Linked DNA regions of Rattus norvegicus: region 1 is linked to region 2. A link is a contact called in public Hi-C data. All regions are on one chromosome and are shown on one strand. The core of a region is the stretch at or near the end of the contact, and the rest is flanking DNA. Distances in the headings are between cores, read along the strand shown. Region 1 has its middle 53 kb from the start of Ctla4. Region 2 has its middle 12 kb from the start of Cd28.

Region 1 (2,700 bases), core at 119-2,618, 110 kb after region 2:
AGGTTCATTGCAATGAATCATTGGTTCAAGGCCTCTGGCTTCTGCTCCACCATCAGCACTGGATCCTCAGTACTGGGACTCCTCCCATTTATCCTGCTGTTGTCTGAGAGATTCTGTAGTTTCAGATCAGCAGGACCGGCTTTCACATGCTCTAACTATTCACAGATAATGTAGATTTTGGGGTGGGCCAACTCAAAGTTCTGGATCTAGGCCTGGGTGATAGCAGAGCTGGTCAGCCATCCGGTTCTCCAGCACTGGGACCGCAAGGGCGAGCTAACCATCATATATCTTGCCCGTTTATTTTTATGTTTTTCAAGGAGAATCAACTAGGTCTGTGTCATGCCTTTGTCTGAAGTGAAATTCTGCAGCATTATGGTTTTTGGATGTGATTGACAGATAATATTTTTGGCAAACGTAAATTACATCTGGACAGACCAATTAAAGCTTTCTGAATATTTTAAAATGCCCTCATAAAATTTACATCATTTTCAAGTGTCGAAACATAATTCTCATAATCTTACACTCACTGTTTTTACATAAATATGTGGGAAAGCAAGTCAATGTTTTATTTCTCATTAATGAGGTAACTGGAAGCATGCTAAGGTTAATTATGAAGGTGAGACAAAAGAAGGCAAATGACCTAGTAGAGGTAGGGATAGAGGGAGAAAGGGAGAGGAGGGAAAAGAGAGGAGAGAGAATGAATACTGGGATACATTTAATAATTTTAAAATAAAACTGACTAATGTTCCAGAGGGCAGTAAAGTCATTTAGCCCTTGGGCACATCTTCAATGAACAAATATAATTTTTATCTTTCCATACAAAATGTATTTGGACCATATCACATTCATTTTCTGCAAGTTAACATCTAAAGCCTTATGGGTTTAAATATATCTGATTTTTAATTTATTGTTAGTAAGTAAAACAGTAGTTATTTTCTCCCAGAGTTGGATGCCCCTGTGTTTTGTTAAGGTATCAGAGTAGCTGCCACAACTCATCTTTTGCTTTACTGACAGGATGTGGAAAAGTTTTCTTAGCTGGGAACTCCTTGTGAGTCATTGAGATCTGCACTCACCTAGTTGGCTATCTGCATTTGCTCATTTCATGAAAATAACCTTTAAAGAGTGGTTGTTTCTAACCGTGGCTATTTGTACATTGGAATCACCTTGGGGTGCTTTTGGGAACTAGGAAAGCCAAGGCCACTTACCAAACCAACTAAATTGGGCTCTTCAAGGGTGTAGCCTGGACATCATTAGCTCTTTAAAAAGGCCCACAGTTATTCTAATGTCCAGTCAGGGCTGAAAGCCACTGGTCTAGACAGGGCTGCTCAGAGGCCTTTCAATAATAATGCCCTGTGACTTGGAACACAGGCAAATCACTCTGCAATGAAGAAAGTAGACATAAATACATGCTCTGCTGACTGCGAAGCATTCCCAGTGACTTGAAAATGATTCAGGGCTGCCAGCATTCATTCCGCGGAGTGGAAGCTGCGGGAAAGGCCAGGGGTGGGAGAGCTGAATGACTGGCCTTTGTGTTCTAATTATAGTCAGCTTGAGTTGTTAGAAAGAGATAGGAATGTCTGCTGTCAATTTCCCTTAGAAAAAGATAGATCAAAATTCATTCTGTGTCTCTGCCTCTAGCCTGCTGAGCTTGGCCCGGCCGCCAGAGTGAAAGGTCTTTCACGCAGTTGTTATTGGAGATTGCGTATCTGATTCCAGACTGTACATTAATAAATTAAGGCCATGACTAGTAATATTCACCAAATGAAAATACTGCAACAAGTACCAGCCTTTTAAATTGCCTCAGACAATGGAGCTCTTTTCAGACCCCATTCCTTCATGCTTGTTATCGCTGACCAGCACTTTTGTAGCCTTTATTAAAAAAGGGGAGAGACCATTTTTGAAAGCATGGGCTTTTGAAGCTTCTCTTGTTATAGGCATGCAGATGAGGAACATGCAGGAAACACAACTAGCTGAGCAAGGCAGAAATTAAGGAAAGTACAGCTGATATGCTTGAAACATTTTTTTGCATGTCTTTTTAATATAAGAGGTTTTAAAATCAAAAGTCTGTGTAGATTTTTTTTTTCTCGAATGGCTTTAGGTATCTTTCCTGATTGTGTGACTTCTTTGCTGTGTTATCGTAGTAATAGTAATAGAATTCAAGTATTAAACCCTTGACCTGATTCTTGATTATTATGTCATATTCATTAGCTATTCTATTTAAATTCATCCATTTCTTCCCTAATATTATTGATGATAATAAGCCCCCCTTTGCCACCCCCTTTATAATGAAGCGCCCGTGTGAGCTGTGCAGGGACAATGTTAACTCTACAGCCATTTGACTTAAGAAAAAACGTAGCTCTGAGATAGCAAGAAACAAAGGGCAAGCAAAAGGCAGCAGTAATATGTAAATATGGAGTTCCTGGTGTCTGGGAGTTCCCCTCCCACGTGCTCTGCTTTCCTTTAGAACATGTGTTTCCATTAAGAAAATATCCCAACCATTAATCCCTTTAGATAATCTCAATATTTCAAATAACCTAAGAATCATGTCTCGAAGATGTGACTTTCTAGTCTGAAATTCACTGTTCCCTTTTAAGTCTTTGCTCGGTGGCCTTTCTTATAACTATTACTAAACACTCATGGGACTTGGGGGAAGTGTGGAGGGGAAGTATGAGGAAGTGAGAATAGAGATGGTTAGAAGGC
Region 2 (2,730 bases), core at 172-2,671:
CAAGAAAGGTCAAGAACAGCAGGCTTAGTTACTGGAATTCAATAGGCTTTCATTTTTAACCTATCTCATTTTCATATCTCCTCTCATATGATATACTTCTTCTGTTTTGGTGGCAAAAAGGCAAGAGTCAAGAGGTTCTGTGAACCCCTTATCTATGCAGATACACCACACACACTTTGTCCAGTTTGTAGACCAATTCAGAGACTGGATTTCCAAGAACTAGAAAGAGTGGTAGATTTAGAGTTAGATAGATCTGAGAGACTGTGCCCATAATATTGGGTACAAATTGTACATTTTCATAAATGTTCCCTATGCAGCAATCTGAAAAAATAACAGACATCATTTGTTTTGAAACCATGACCTCCAGGACCTGGGTAAAGTCCAGCAGCCAGCCATAGCCTTCCCAGTCCCTGTGGGCTGCAGCCTCGGCGTCCTTAGGGACCACATCTGAAGACATAGTGCAAATCATTATCCAGTCTGCCACTTCCACCGCTCAGCCACCTTACCAGTGATATTTTTGGAAGTCTGAATTTCTCAGCACAGACAGCAACAGTAGCAAGCCTGAGAGGTTAGATGACTGTCTGAGGTGGCACCCTCGAGTTAAGTGCCATATTCTCACTCTTTGCTGAAATGAAAATGCTTCTATTTCTGCATTTTGGAGGGAGGGAGAAGAGACAGAAGCAGTGTCTGGTCATATCACCAAAGACTAAAAACTGAATATAAGAATGCACAGAATATTCACCCGTCGCCCACCACAAGGTGTGAGCTACAAGGTGTGAGCTCGTCTTCCTGCCTGCCTGCTCGCCTGCCTGCCTGCCTTGCTTGCTTCCTTCCTTTTTACTAGGTCTCATGCCACCCAGGTTGACCTTGAACTCATGATCCACGGGAGTATAGTTTCTGATGCTTCTCCTATCAGTTCATACAGCTTAGGTGGAGTTTATTCGGAAGCTGTGATTTAATGACAAAAAACAAGAAGTCAAGGCATCTAAGAGCTGGGGGAAGTGTGCCTGAGTCCTTTGTGGCTGTTTCCTAGGTCTCTTCATCAATAACATGGACTACAAGCTCCCACACATGGGTTTTCTGAGATAATATGGGTGAACTGCAAAAGGGACCATCATTTGTCAGTCTGTAGCTTCTGATCCTAGACAATGGACACTAAGAAACTGGTCACTTCCTCTTTTTTCTTTCTGTTTCTCAGGCCTTCAGTTTTCCTTCTCGTGATGCATTTTGTTGTGGATTTGAAATCTCGCCTTTTCTCTTGATTTAAACAATTGCTCCCCTGATGTCACACCTCCCGCCGCCCCCGACTCTCTTGTGTCTCATCCCCACCTTCCTGACCAACCTTTTTTCTGTACCACGCGCTAGCTAGGAGTAAAGACTCTATCCTTGGAGGCAGTGTCTGTGGTTCTCCAGCGATGCCTGTGGCCGGTTGTATAAATGTGCAGAATTCTGGGCTGCTTTCTGTGGCTGCAGGTCTCAGTCACCGTCTCCAGTGGTTTTTCTCAGGGACAGTTCTCTGCCCATCAGCCTGACTCCTTTGCCTTTCTTAATCTTTCTCACTTGATTTAAAACTGAGTCAGCAAGTGGAAGACAGTAATTTATTATCCTTTCCAAACTCAACAACAGAAAAATACCAAGATTTAAGGCACAAGTGGGAAGGAGCCACTTCACTGCTTGTAGTGGCCCTGAGCTGGAAGTCCCCTAAGGCCCGCTTTCACCTTCCTCTGCTCTGAGCGCTCAGCAGTCAGGCTGGACACAGAGCTTAAGGCCACTGATAACAATCATATGAAACCGACATTGGCGAGCAGACCTGTTTTAAACACTGGATCCATTATGCAGATGCCTCCTGAGTCCATGACATCAAAGCAGGGGTTTGTCTTACTGTAAGACTTCTGCACTGAACTCAGTTCACAGAGTAAGATCCAAGCATGGTGTGGAGATTCGTGGTGACTGACAAGTCTGCCACAGCCCAAGCCTTCCTTGGTGAAATTTCACTTTCACGTCACCCAACTCTTTGTGGGTCTGCAAGCAGGCCAGGCCCCTTAAGACTTTTATTGGTAGTGTATACTGTGCCTGAAAAGCAAGTTCCCCTCCTGACTATGGTCTGTATTCTCTGTATCATGTGACCCTGCTCACACGTGCCTCTCCAGGTAGATTAGGGTCTTCTTCCTCCACGTTTCTTCAAGGCTGACATTTTTGAGGGGATATGGGAATTCTCTTAATCTTCCAGTCTATAGGGTGAATGAATGCATTTCTAAGGTGACTTCACGTGACTTACATACACTTCCGGTCTTACTTGTTCCGTTTAGAGCTGCACAACTGTGGTTTCCCCAGAAGAGCCTGATAATAATTTGGTCCAGCAAACATGAGTAAATGTCACAGTGTGAGCAATATCAGGAGAAATTAGCTCAGAGCCAAGCCCTGAGAGGATAAGGTTTCCCCATATTCCCAGTCTCCATCCAGAGTCTGCGATTGGGCAGATCGATGAGCTCGGTGCTAGGCACTCCAAGTCTGAGTGGGCTGGGATGCCATGGGAGCTACATTCTGTGAGCACTGAAGTCGTCTGGACTTCTTCTCAAGGCAATATGTAAAAGACACCATATGTAGCGTTGGTGTTGTGGGTGTTCTAGGTGCATTCTTACACAAATCCTAGATTTATCTGGTCTTAGTGGTCTTTTCCTGTTTTTCCTTTTGTGCATTCTTTTTGAGATCGCATAGCTCAGGCTGGCT

Evidence for each region. A called contact is a pair of places that touch in the nucleus more often than the background predicts.
Region 1: a Hi-C map of Schwann cells shows a contact between it and region 2, with 3 times the contacts expected there. The contact joins two enhancer-like sites. A contact is called at or near these places in 4 of 12 Hi-C or Micro-C datasets (Schwann cells, frontal cortex, hepatocytes and 1 more).

What each region holds. Positions count from the first base shown.
Region 1 is chr9:69,759,428-69,762,127 of GRCr8, forward strand. No RefSeq gene overlaps it. Among named protein-coding and RNA genes, the nearest start is that of Ctla4, 53 kb to the right of the region's middle. Within about 2 kb of position 1,369, at least 30 of the 93 cell types and tissues checked have an H3K27ac peak or open chromatin away from gene starts, as enhancers often do.
Region 2 is chr9:69,646,605-69,649,334 of GRCr8, forward strand. No RefSeq gene overlaps it. Among named protein-coding and RNA genes, the nearest start is that of Cd28, 12 kb to the right of the region's middle. Within about 2 kb of position 1,422, at least 4 of the 93 cell types and tissues checked have an H3K27ac peak or open chromatin away from gene starts, as enhancers often do.